Regions from separate parts of the Mus musculus genome. Here all the other regions are linked to region 1. Evidence: chromatin contacts called from public promoter capture Hi-C data. All regions are on one chromosome and are shown on one strand. Each heading gives the region's core, a stretch centred on a gene start, on an enhancer-like site or on the middle of the called end of the contact. The rest is flanking DNA. Distances are from core to core; before and after follow the strand shown. Region 1 holds the start of Fam210b (family with sequence similarity 210, member B). Region 2 holds the start of Nelfcd (negative elongation factor complex member C/D, Th1l). Region 3 holds the start of Prelid3b (PRELI domain containing 3B).

Evidence for each region. Capture Hi-C pulls out chosen DNA fragments and counts their contacts.
Region 2: a promoter capture Hi-C map of adipose tissue shows a contact between it and region 1, with 3 times the contacts expected there. The contact joins the promoter of Nelfcd here to the promoter of Fam210b in region 1. A contact is called at or near these places in 1 of 115 datasets of contacts at active chromatin or transcription factors (fetal liver) and 1 of 9 other capture datasets (adipose tissue).
Region 3: a contact with region 1 is called in a promoter capture Hi-C map of adipose tissue, with 4 times the contacts expected there. The contact joins the promoter of Prelid3b here to the promoter of Fam210b in region 1. A contact is called at or near these places in 3 of 484 Hi-C or Micro-C datasets (CD4 T cells, the G1E-ER4 cell line and rod photoreceptor) and 1 of 9 other capture datasets (adipose tissue).

Annotation. Positions count from the first base shown.
Region 1 is chr2:172,343,272-172,347,800 of GRCm38.p6, forward strand. It overlaps Fam210b (family with sequence similarity 210, member B), which reads left to right and starts at 2,306. Exons shown (of 3, transcript NM_025912.4): 1 at 2,306-2,576. The coding sequence starts at 2,391.
Region 2 is chr2:174,414,153-174,418,279 of GRCm38.p6, forward strand. It overlaps Nelfcd (negative elongation factor complex member C/D, Th1l), which reads left to right and starts at 1,652. Exons shown (of 15, transcript NM_020580.3): 1 at 1,652-1,804. The coding sequence starts at 1,718.
Region 3 is chr2:174,470,583-174,475,096 of GRCm38.p6, forward strand. Prelid3b (PRELI domain containing 3B) reads right to left here and starts at 2,359. Exons shown (of 6, transcript NM_025531.2): 1 at 2,250-2,359. The coding sequence starts at 2,281. Gm38546 (a long non-coding RNA gene) reads left to right here and starts at 2,429. Exons shown (of 2, transcript XR_867090.2): 1 at 2,429-3,007; 2 at 3,232-3,527.

The DNA of each region.
Region 1 (4,529 bases), core at 1,056-3,555:
TAAAGCAGAAATCACAAACTCAGTTCCTAGGAAGCCAGAGCGGGAGGCCTGAGTGAATAAAGGAGACCCAGACACAAGAGCATTGTGGGACCTAGGAGGCCCTCCAGATGAAGTGCTGGGAGCCCTCTCTGACACCTTTGAGACATTCCGGATCAAATGCCCTCTCCTTTTGTGCACCAGGCACTAGGTAACAGCCCACTCTAACATTTGTGTCAAGACTTCTCCCAACAGTCTTACAAGAGGAACTCTTAGGGTGTCTTCAATTTACAAGCGAAAAGGTGAAGCTCAGAGAGGCTGAGCCACTGACTCCAGGTCACACAGCTGGAGTTGCAGGACCAATGTGACTGAGGACTATACCTTTATTTTTTTTTGGAGGGGGGGGTTCGAGACAGGGTTTCTCTGTGGCTGACCTAGAACTCACTTTGTAGACCAGGCTGGCCTCGAACTCAGAGATCCACCTGCCTCTGCCTCCCAAGTGCTGGGATTAAAGGCATGCGCCACCACGCCCGGCTTAGGACTATACCTTTAACTCATCTTTATAGCTTGAACACCCTGAGCAGAAGCAGTCCACACAGGATCAGTCTGCCTCCTTCAGACACTGGTACCGGACTACCACAAACAGAGCTCAGGCATAACCAGCGTGGTTTCTGACTCTGAGAGCTCTGCCAAGCTGGAATCCAGCCAGCACATCTTGAGAATGTTAGCTTTATACATTTTATTCTTTTGGGTCAAGGAGACTGAGCTTGGGGGCTGGTCTGGAGCTCCTGCCTCTACTTCCCAAATACTGTAGTTATAGGCTGGGCCACGGTGCCTGTCCTGGGGACCGCTGGCATTGTTTCACTGAAGTATGATTGCTCTGCATAAAAGTGAGCTTTGCTTATTGTGGTGACCCTCACTGCCCTGTCAGCCCCCTGCTCCTTGAATCCCCGCCCAAATCCCACTCACAATCCTAGATAGCCGCTGACCTTTTTGGGGGGGGGGGTCCAGAATTTTGCCTGTGAACTTTGCATTCTCTGAAGATGAAATCCTCCTGCATGTTGTGTTTGTGGCTGGAATTTTCCATTTGGCAAAGCAGTCCTGAGACTTGTCCCTAGGATGAAGGTGTTCACGCCTTACTTTAAAAAAATTTTTTTATTATTATTGCATGGGAGGGAGCATGTGTACAGGCCAGAGGAGCACTTTGTGGAGACTGTGGCTCTCTCCCCCCACCTCCCAGCCCCCACCCCCACCTTGCCTGGGCCCCAGGGTGGAACTCAGCTTGGATAGCAAGTGATCCACAGATGGAAGTTCCATTCTCCAGCTGACAGATATCTGGACTGCCCTGCTATGAGTATTGCTGTCTTCTGAGCATGTGTGTAGGACAGGTTCTCCTGGGGTCGAGGCTGGCCTTGAACTCTTAATCCTTCTGTCTCAGCCTCCTGGGTGCTTGAGTTACAGATCTGCACCACCATGTCAAGATAACAGTTTACTATTATTTCTTTAAGTTATAAGAACAGAAGGGTTAATTTTGGCTCATGGGCCTAGAGGTCCAAGGTAGAGGGGCCACATCTAATGCCAGCAACGCCTTCCTGTGGGCCCAAGTCCCCAGGCAGTGCATAGTCACCAGGTAAGAGAGAGTGCCCTCTTGTCAGATTTTAGTCCGACAGAAATGTGAGTCTTTGCTTCTCTTGAGACACTATGGGAGCGGAGTTGCTGACCAACCTGGTTTGTGTACTTTTAACTATCTGTGAAAGTACAAAACTTTTCTCCACAGTGGCTGCTTTCATGTTCACAGCCGCGATATAGTAGGCTCATTTAGAGGGCTTCTTCAAGTGAGAGTTAACCTCTATAGTTCCTTTCTTCTTTAAAGCATTCACGTAAGCATCAGTCTTCCAGGTTTCACCCATTCGGCTGAGAGGAAAAACAAAGAATGCATTAGCCCTCGCTTGAAACAGCCGCCAGCCGCGCTCCACAGTCCGGAAACTCAAAATCCTGGAAAGTTCTGAGAAAATGCATTCCACAAAGAACTGGCCTGAGGTCCTGAGAACTAGGCTGATAGACTTGGCAGGTCCCCAGCCCCGCCCACTCCGCTTCAGGAGGCGGAACTTAGCCAAGGAAGCGGGGCTGAGGGGCGGGAACAAAAGAGAGCGAGCGTCTCCAGATGCCCCACCCACTCATGGATAGGCTGCTTCTGCGGAGGGCGGAGCTGTTGGGTGGAGCCCAAAACCTGCGCTCCGCTATAGAGCCCCGCCTATCCCACGCTCAGCTCCGCTCCGGGGGCGGGCCCTAAAGGTGTTGGGGCGGGGCCTGTCGGGGGGTGGAGCTCGAGGCCCCGGTCTCGGCCCCGCCCACCGCGCTGTGTTGGAGCTGATTCCCGAGTGGGCACACTGGAGCTGCGCTCGCGGCGCGCCATGGCCGGGCTGTTGACGCTGCTTGGCCCGGCAGGAAGAGTGAGCACCCGGCTGCGGCCCCTGGCCCCTTGGCTCCTGGGAACCGCCACCTCCTGTGCTCCACCGCTCTGGGCCTTAGCCTTGTCCCATCCGGTTCCGGACGCCCGACTGCTGCGCACGGCCCGCGGGGACTGTCTCAGCCGCCAGGTAAGACTCCCCACAGCCACTCGGACCCTGATCCCCAAGTGGCCGGAGCGCCGTGCCAGGGCCAGCCCCAATGGACAATTTTTACATTGCACCTGACCGAAACGGGTCACCTCCGGGGTCCCTGAGTTCTCAGATTCCTAGAATCCGAGAAAAATCTCTTTCAGTTAGCAGCCGGAGAAACTGAGGCTAGGAGTGGAATGGTGCGCTGCCCAAGGTCATGGAGTCGCCCGCCGAGCCCCAGTTTCGAAAGCCAGAACAGTGGCGTTACCGAGCCGATCGCAAGGGGCCTGAATTCTATATGAACTTCCAGTCCGGCCCCTGGACTTGTTCCTTTTGAAGTTCAGTTGAGGCCTGGGCACTGGGCCCAGGAGGCGGCATCGCCGGTGCCGCCGGTACATCTACCGCTTCCCTGTGCTCCTTGCGCCACCCTTTTATCTAGCTGGAAGAGCAGGCTCAGAGCAGGCAGTCCATCCCGTTTTGTTGTGGTTACTTGCCCTGAGTGCTCAGAGTGAAAACCAGCTTCCATTCAGACAGCAGCATATCTCAAGTAGGTCTCAAAAAAAAAAAAAAAAAAAAAAAAAAGCAGGAGTTCAGAAGTAGTAGATCGGAAGCGTCGAGGTCTGGGGGAGTCTGAAAGAAAGATCACTGCCATGAATCGGGCAGTTCTGAGTACTGTCTGCTCCCGTGGCTTTTCAGTTAGGGATTGGTCGCTTTCCTTGAGTGCCGAGCACAATGATGGAAGGACTTCCTTCCCCTCTCTCCTGCCTGACAGACAGGACACTGGCCTCAGCTCTGCTCCTGAGCACAAGTCAGGATACTCACAGCGTACCGTGCTTCAGGGCACCGCATAGCTTCCCTCTCCTCCAGAAAGTCTTCCCTGACTACCAGTAGTGTGCCCCCCCGCCCTATACTGTCTCTTCTCTAGCGCTCAGATCTTAGCTGCCTTCACGATCTGGTACAACCTCTCACCTTGTTCTGCCACATCAGCCCTGTTGGTAGCCTAACCCTAACCCTAACCCTAACCTTAAACACACACTCTGCCTTGACAGGTGTGTTTACAGCAAGGATAAGTCTGGTCTCAGGCTCATAGGATCCATGTCTCTGCTTGCTAAGTCAATCACTTTGATCAAACGCTATCCCTTTTCCATGTCTGTAAAATGAGATGTTACTAAGTCATTTCCCAGAGGGTGAATGTGATAGGCGACAGCATGCTAGCTGGCATCTGGTACATCATGGCTGACACCAGTGATTTCTGTCATCCGTGTCACACCGCCCAGGGCCTCCAGAGCCCAGGAGCTGAGCTTGTACTTCAAAAAGGATACTCCTCAAGAAGCCAACTGTGGGGGAGGGACCTGCCCTGGGACTCAGTCCGGCATTCCCACTCCACCTCCAACCTGCCTGCCTTCACTGGGAGGCCAGCTGGGGTCTCCAAATGTTCTAGATAGTAAATCAAGTGTCTTGAGTGACATGTCAACCTCTTGCCTACAGCAAGGACTGCACTGTGCCAGAGATGGGGAGATACGCCACACAAGGAGCCCTTTCAGAGCTCAGGGTTCAGGGTCACATAGACCAAGTGAGTGGAGGCCACTTGTGACCCTGGGGGGGGGAGGGGGAGGAGTTCGTATGCAAGTGGCTTGCTGGCTGGCGTCCCTTATCTAATGAGCAGCATCCCTCCTGACTCACTCCTTGCTTGTCTTGGTGTGTCTCCTCCCTAGGTTTCACTGTTTGTTCTCTGCTCCCTAAAGTCAGAGTCTTCTTAGAGGTCTGTCCGTCTGGTTTGTTGCAATGTCCCTGCTCTGGAACACTCTGACAGGCACAGTGCTGGGTCTGGGATTGGGCTGTGCTGCCTCTGGCTATGTGCTCACACACACACACACACACACACACACACACACACACACCCCGGACTTTGCAGATCCTCTTCTGTTCATGGGGATATTGTGAGGATTGCAC
Region 2 (4,127 bases), core at 402-2,901, 2.1 Mb after region 1:
GAGCCATAGTTGGAATTTAACAGACATTCATTATTCCCAACATTTTCAGAAAACAAATAAAAATGAGCCTGAAACAAATCCATAGCAGGGCACTCCTGAACTTAAAGCTCCTTCATCATGTGAGCTGGATCTAGACCCACCAAGCAGAGAGATGGAAAGTGGTCCTTCCACCATCTGCAAAGAAGCCTTTCAGGGTTGCCTCCAATGGCCTCAGCCTGAACACATCTTTGTCCCCAGGCAGAAACCTACCTCCTGCTGGGCTATCTGTGAGTGTACAGACTGGAAGTCTAAGTAGCCTCTTACCAGACCATTCCTTGCCTTTCCACCTTCCTCCTCACTCCCTGCAACTCTGGTTTCCTCCCTCCTCTCCATAAGTCCTCTTTGGGTGTAGCAAATAGCTAGACATTCCAGATATATCTGTTCCATCACTTTCCTTAAACAAAAATCCAGATGAACTTTTATAATAACTAATTCCTGCTGACTACCTGCTAACTCTGTGTCTAGTGCTTCAATGTGCCATCGGACTAAAGCCTTGCAAGTGGTTGTCACCTTGGGTGGCTCTGGCATCAACTACAATGCAGGGTGCCACAAGCTCTGGTGGGGGACTTTCTTCACCAGGTTATTTGGAATGGAAAGAGCCACCCTGAGCATCTTGGGAAAGTCTCTTCTATCATTACAGACTATTTACTTTGGTTATCCAGTATTATCATTTCTCCCCTTTGTTTGCAGGCTAGCTCCCTCGGATCATGGGTGGCAAAGTGGCAAGGATCTCGTCCCTGAGTACGTCACTGTACTCCAGGTGTTATCAATGATCCAGGCACTTAGGAGTTATTCAACAAACACTTGTCAAATGATGGAAGGAAGGAAGAAGTAAAATAGCATTCCAACAGCTCTGCAGACAGTGCCTGAGGACTGTACTACATGGCTGGCTCTTTTCTCTAGCCTCTCCTCACTGTCTGCATCCAGAGCCCATGGTGTTAACCTCCCCGATCGATGATTTGGGGCCACCTGCCAGGAGGCCTCTCCAGGTATCTTCAGTCTAGGTGTTCAGTGGGTCCACTTTTCCAGAGCCCAGTCATGGCTTTTGTAGGCTGTAGGGCCTCCTCCACTGGAAATATGTTTTATATCTCGCTCTGCAATGCACCGAGTACTTTTTGCCCATAGTAAAAGAAATCCGAACATTTCTGTGATACCTGCTCGGTTGGCAGCTGCACTGTCCAGGCAAAGCTTAAGCTCACTGAAGGTTCGAGGTTTTTATAGCAACTGGAAGCATGCTTGCACTTCCGAGTGAGACCCTGTCTTTTTTTTTTTTTTTTTTTTTTTTGAGACAGGGTTTCTCTGTATAGCTCTGGCTGTCCTGGAACTCACTTTGTAGACCAGGCTGGCCTCGAACTCAGAAATTCGCCTGCCTCTGCCTCCCGAGTGCTGGGATTAAAGGCGTGCGCCACCGCGCCCGGCGAGACCCTGTCTTAAAAAGGAGAAAAGGTAACTTGGAAGTGTTCTGGGCAGACATAAAGCTGTGACTCAAGCCATCTTGCTCATGAGAGATCCTACAAGGTGTTTCCCCGCCCAGCAGGCCAAAGACTAGGCCACGCCTCCTCTGTAACCACGCCCCTTTCCAACTCCGCCTCTCTAGCCTTGCCTGAGGCCCAGAACCGCGCACGCGCTCTTCCATTTGTTGTGTCCGGCGCACGCGCAGTGAGGAGACGCGGCAGATATGGCGGGTCCGGCGCCGGGTACAATTATGGGAGAAGACTACTTCGGGAATGCCTCAGAGTGGGGCGAAGAGGCAGACGGCGGCCAGGTGAGAGGGCCGTAGGCGTTCCGCCAGGAAGCCGGGTTTGTGTCCTGTCCTCGCGGCTCCTGCTCCGGCCAGACCCGGGTACGGGGACCCGTGACCCTTGACTCCCTGACCTCCGACCCCGGACCCTAGCAAAGCGGGTCCAGGAACTGCACTCAGGGCTTCGGGCCGGTCCTGCCCCGTTAGGGACCTCAGTTTCCCATGCATTCCGATTCCCAGTGACACCTGGGGCTGATCTCTGCGAAGCAGAAGCCATGGTGCCCGAGGGGGCAGGACAGACTCTAAGGGAGAAGTGGACCACAGTGATACAGTGAACAAACTAACTCCAAACTCCAGCAGCATTCTGGGGTTGGGAAAACACTCTCCGGTGCTGGACAGACCAAACTTTTTTTTCCACTTTTGGGTGATTTCATTCATCCTTAGAGTACAGGACAGGAAAGATCTCGTAGCCCCGACTGTCCAAGATTTGGGTGAGAGATGGGGAACGGGTATCGTTCAGTGTCCCCCCAAACACCAGGGTTAGGAAATCAGAAGTCCACCCAGCTGTATGACTGACTTAAGCCTCCCATATCCTTCTGGACAGTGAGTAGGGGCCCTGGAATTTGGCTTTTCTACAGGAAGTGAGATGAGCTTTGAATGAATATGGGATGCAGTGAGGTATACCAGTGGAGTGGTCAGTGGTGCAGTGAGGGTGATGGAGGAAAGGTGAGGGGTTTCTGGAACCGAGTGAGGGAAGCCCTCCGTGGTTGGTTGGTTGGTTGCTGGACCAGGAGCTGTCAGTCATCAGTTGCAGCTTCCAGGGGTCCTATAGAGCTAGCTGCTGACCAGTAGGACATAAGACCCTGGGCATCTGTTTGTATGCTAGAGCATACTACATCACTTGGGAACTCGGAGGTGGATATATAGAGTTGGATTTAGCTAATTTGGATGTTGGGCTAAGTGCTTTTGTGTGGTATCGCAGGCTAGGCGCTAGAGCAGCAGTTCTCAACCTGTGGGCTGTGACCCTGTGGGGGTCATATCAGATATCTTGCATATTCACATTGTGATTCCTAACAGTAGCAGATGACAGTTATGAAGTAACAACAAAAGTAATTTTACAGGTGGAGTTCACCACAGCATGAGGAACTGTGTTGAAGGGTTGCAGCATTAGGAAGGCTGAGAACCACTGTTCTAGAGTTTGAATTGAGTGTTATTCATAAGTAAAATAAGGCAGAAAGACTCAGCCACCTGCCCAGGGCATAAGGAAGGAAAGAAGACTCAGAGTGATGTCCTTTGTGTCACTTAAGTGGCTCAGTAACTGAGGTGGTTCAGATTCAGTAAGAGTCGGGGATGGCTTAGCGAGTACTGTGCTTGCCACAGGAGCACTAGGTCCTGAGTTCAGAAACTATCATCCACATAAAAAGCTCTTGTCTGTAATCCAGCACCGGGGGATCCCTGGAGCCCCCTGGCCAGCCAGCTGAACCGTCCGTGTTACCGAGAGACCTTCAAAAAGGGGTGTGGAGAGTGACTGGAGAAGACACCCAACCTTGATCTCTAACATCTACACACAGACAATGTACACACAGGAACATCTCAGGAGACCACACAGACACAAGAAAGTACTCTGTGGATTAGCTTGGTGGTTGTCGTCCATGTTCTGTGTCTGTTGAGGGTTAGGCGTGCCAGGCCCTGGCCTAGAGTCCACTGAATTTCAGTCCTTTTTTTTTTTGTTTTTGGTTTTTCGAGACAGGGTTTCTCTGTGTAGCCCTGGCTGTCCTGGAACTCACTTTGTAGACAAGGCTGGCTTCGAACTCAGAAATCTGCCTGCCTCTGCCTCCCAAGTGCTGGGATTAAAGGTGTGCGCCACTATACCTGGCACTGAATTTCAGTCTTAGTGACGCTGGTTTGACCTGTTGACCCTAATGTGTTCTCTCCAATGAGAGGGATGAGCTAGTGGGGTGTCACACCTGTGACTTAGGTGTCCTGACTGTGGTTCAGCACGCCTGTAGGTGGGAATGTGACAGTGTGAAAACACTGCACACCCCTGCGCTTTGCCCACTTGCTTCATCTCTATTCTCTGACTGTACTTGAAGGGGCGAAAGTCCAGAGGGCTGGAGGATGGAGACTTGAGCTGGGTCCATCTTCCCTGGTTTGGGGACAGGACGAGGTAGAGAGCCTACAGTGCTGTTGAGTCCGGATGGTGGGAGCTCAAAGCAATTGACTTATAGACACTTAGATGAGTTGTCCACAGGATGTACACGGGACTGATGGTAGCTGAGACTGCACAGGTAAGCAGGACAGGGTTACATCAGAGCTGGGGTTCTTTTCCCTGCCGAGGGAAACAGGA
Region 3 (4,514 bases), core at 1,109-3,608, 2.1 Mb after region 1:
TGAGGGACCAAGAAGGGCCTCCTCTGATTTTCATTTTAGATAGTTGCCATAGTGACAAGAAGAGGCCTTGGCCTATATCACTGCCATTTGGGGACTGTTTAGATTTATGAAGCTTCTACTTACAGACCTTTGTTGACTGTGGAATAGGGCTTGAGATTAAAAACAAATTAAGGCTCACTTATACAATATGTAGAGTTTGAAATCCATCTTCAGAAAGCAAGGACACAGACAGTATGGAAATCGGTGGAGTGAGACTAAAAACATACCAAGCAGCTTTGGTAGTGACTGGTTAATCAGGGCTTCTCAAGAAGACAGTGCCCAAAAAAATCCAAGCTAGGTTGGATGAGGAATGACCTAGAGTCCTGCTTGAGAGAGCAATGTTCTCAAGATGGAACCCTGAAAAAGGAAGCAAGACATCAAGACTGCAATTCAGGAGGCGAAGTGGGAAGTTCAGTGCGCTTCTGTCTCTGTTACTGTTTTGAGATGTGGCCTTGCTATGCTGTCCTGGCTGCCCAGCACACACTGTGTACCCGGATGTTCAGGCTAGCCTGATATTCATGGGAATTCTCCTGTCTCAGGCTCCCAAACTGTTAGGGTTACAGGCATGCAGCACCATCCTGGCTGACATACAGATCCTGGTGCCAAAGTGCATGTAGGCTGGGACTTTGGGTGGCCCAACCGGTCTGGATACAAGGCACTGCTGGGCTCCTCCCAGGGAGCAGTTGTGTATCTATCTTCTAGAAGACAGGTCCTTCAGCTTTCATCTACTCCAGAGGTCTGTGGCAAAAATAGACTAGGATCACCAACGACCGACTTTCATTGAACACATGCCGTTAGGAAAGGGAAGGGATGGATCCAAGGGTTGGGGTAGGGGGGGTGAGGGGGGAGGCAAGCCGAGGAAAGAGTATAGATGTAGAGAACCGTAAGGGAGGAACAAGTTCTAAGTTCTAAGGATGACACTTTGGGCCAACAGCTCTGAAGCAAAGCATTCAGATGTAGAAGAGGACTGGGGTCCAGAACCCCTTGTTCTGAAACAGACAGCATCCTAAGGACCACAGCCCCTCAGTCCCAGAAGTGGTACAAACGTTGAGAGTCCCTTCTAGTTCTAGTAGTTTGTCCTTTCTGGGACACAGCAGGTACTCAGATATGATCTACTATGTAAAACTTCTTTTACAATTACCCTCAGTAATCAGGATTGGCATTTGTAGATTAAAAGGCACCATAAAGCTATACTATTAAAACAGTGTGGCAACATTGGCCAAGTGAGTGAAGGAGCTCAGATCATCTGGAAGTGGTTTCGGATGTAAGTCAACAATAACTATGACAAGATGACATTGTAGAATAGAGCACAATAAATCAGTCAGAAAGGAGGGCTGGAACAAGGCGTAAACCAGTTATTTAGGTAGAAAGCTCTGTTGTTCTTGTGTGTGGCACCATGAACCTGGGTGGTATAATTCCCAACACCCCACTGACTCTGATCCTGTTTCCCACTATAAGTTCAGAGAACCATAAAGCTGTGACTGGATGTGATAGCAGACACTGGCTATCAGTCAGCTGTCATGGCTGAGAGGAATAGGAAACAGAGGTGACAAATTATCTGCAAGAGCAGGCCCTGGTCTCTAGATCAAGAGATCTTGATCAAGAAATCAAGAGATCTGCTCTCCAGATTGACTGTCATCAATGTTTGGCATCATGGTAGCATGAGCTGAGACCAACAGGAAGACACTCCACGTGGGTGGCCAGCTTTCTAGATGTCCGTGGGGGTGAGGGGCGCTATAACATGGGGGATTTCAGTCAGAACAACCCAGGTCACTCAGGCCATCATGCCATCACTGGGGTTCAGCCACGACACCGTGAGTCTGTCAGGTATCAGTCAGGGCACTCCAGCCACCACAAGCCGTCGGGGTTCAGTCAGGTCCCGGTGAGTCTGTCAGGTATCAGTCAGGAAACTCCAGGATACCCTGGATACGTCGGCGCTCAGGACACCCCAAAACCCTGTGAAGCCCTCGGGCCTCGTGCTCTGTGACCCCTGGAGTCACTTCCGGATCAGGCTCGACGGCCCGCTCTTGTCTTCCGTCAGTGGCGACGGTGTGGGAGGAATTCCCAGGCCTGGGGACAGGGAGCCCTAGCTCGGGTCGGGGTCGTGACCTTGGCGATCCCCCCGAGTCCCGAGCTCCGCTTGTCTCGCTACACCCGACGCCAGGAAGTTCCCCGAGGGCGCCGGAGGCGGGCGCCGCACCCACACTCACTCAAAGACGTGCTCCGAAGTCCAGATCTTCATGGTGCCAGCTGCCTGCCCGGTGTCCCTCAGTGTCCGGGGACAGTGAGGCACAGAAGTTCGCCGGCCCCGCCCCGTCCCGGCCGGCCGGCCTCGCAGCGCGCAGGCGCCGTCGAGCCAGGCGCTAGGACGCCCGGAAGTGCCATCCCGCGGCCTAGCCAAGCCGGGTTTGGCTCCGCCCCGCGGCGCAGTCCTGCCCAGTCTTCTTGGCTCAGAGCAACCAAGCCCCGCCCCCCATGCTCGGCGCAATCAAGTCCCTCCTTCGTGAAGGCTCAGTGCGCCGGCGCAGAGCCGAAAAGTGAGGCGGCCGGCCGGCGCCGCACTACGCATGCGCGGGCCTTGGCGGCGGGACTTTTTGGCTGGTTTGGCGGGTTGCTGATATGTGTCTAAAGTTCTCATTGGATGTGGCTGAGCCTGGCGGCGTTTGCCAGAGTACGGTTTTGTGGTGTGGTCTTAGAGAGTTAGTCCCACCTCTTCAATCTAAGCAGTGGGGTGGCGGGACAGGGGTGGTTTCAATCAGCACCCGTGCCCTTGCCAGCCCAGGGTTGGTTACCCTTGGTGGAACAGGCCACCCAGACAGGGCTGGACCAATTGCTCTACGGTCATAGGTCATCTCCATCACCATTTCTCAGTGATGCCCACGCCCTCCTGTGCCTCCACAACTTCCTGTTACATATTCCTCAGCAATTACCACTCTGGAGTCATCTTGTTTATCTGTTAGCTCCCATTGTAAGTCATCCCCCAGAAAGCCAGCCCTGGCCTGTCTCCATCATGGCACTCAGCACCTCTGGATAGCAGGGGTTTAAAGGTTATTGAAAATGAAATAGTTATTTGAGGAATGAATTAATTAGGCCATTTAGTTTATCTGCTTGACTTCTAGTCTGTAGGCACGTGAGGGTGAGGCTCTTGCTAGGCTTGTTCAGTGATTTCCTCCCTGTACCTAATAATTACAGATGACATTCGTGAGAGAATGACTAAGAAGTGAGGGGGCAGGAGCGGATGGCATGTGGTTCTATTCAGAGATGTGCCGGGTAAGATGGACGAACTGCTTGGCTTGGGTTTCAGGTGTAGCTTCCCACCTCTGCGCACCCTGTTCCCCGCATCCTGTGCCTCCCGACAGAACAATTTGCCTTTTGAAATGACAGTTGGAGGAAAATCTTTGCATCTCGGTACTTAAAGAGCTACTTAGAATTACCCTTTGTCCCTAGTTTGTTCAATTGTTAAAAACAAATAAAGCCAGGTTAATTTAGGAGGGTGGATCATTTTTTTTTTTAAAATAGCCAAAGCAGTTTATATTTTAAAAGATAGAAAAATTATATTAGACAGGAAGGAAATAATATGGTTGGTAGCTGCTAAGTGTAATTTGTTTTACCTGGGGGATTATATATATATATATTCAGTACTTTGAGTGATTTCTTGGGGAGATAATGTTTTAAGGGCTGCTGAGAGGGCCCCAGCCTTTGTTAAGATGTGAAGTTAGTGCTGTGTATTACTGGCTCTAGTGCAGTCACTACAGAACAGTCAGTCCCTGCTGCCCTAGAGCTTCATGAAGCTGTTCACCAGCTAGCTGGCCAGCCTCCTCTGCCTCCTCCTCCTCCTCCTCCTCCTCTTCCTCTTTTCTCTTTTCTTTCTTTGCCCCCAGTTCAAGATTTTTTCTTTGTCAAAGTCATACCAGAAAACTTACTTCTTTTCCATTGCTCTCCAAAACATGACTGTACCAGTCTACTGATTTTGCTTCCTTCATCTGGAGTGATGGGGATGGATCGTTAGGTGGGTGGATGTCTGGGGTCCGATGGTCTTTTCTGTGTCTCCCTGTACTAAAAAATGCTAATAACTCTTTGGGGTTTGGAAAACAAGGTCTTCCTTCTATCACTGCCTCCTAGGGACACACTAAGAGGCTCACTGAGGATGCAAAACAAGGTGTTTAGACCCTTAAGAGTCATGTTAGTAATGGTTCCTTTTATTGAGAGAGAAGTCATTAGGACATTGACTTGATTTGGAATACGGTGACTGGATCTCCTGAGTCTGCCCCAGGGATGGCACCTGTGACTCCCGCCTGCCAGGAACTTCACAACTGGTGGGGGACAAACGACAAGTCAAGAGAAAACCACAAGATACCCAAAGAGAAGGCTCTATGTCGGGGAGACCATGGACTGTGAGGAGGAGCTGGTGTGAATGGGCCTCAATGACAAGCCCTGCTTCTGGCTCTGACTCTGACTGGGCCTCTGATCCGTTG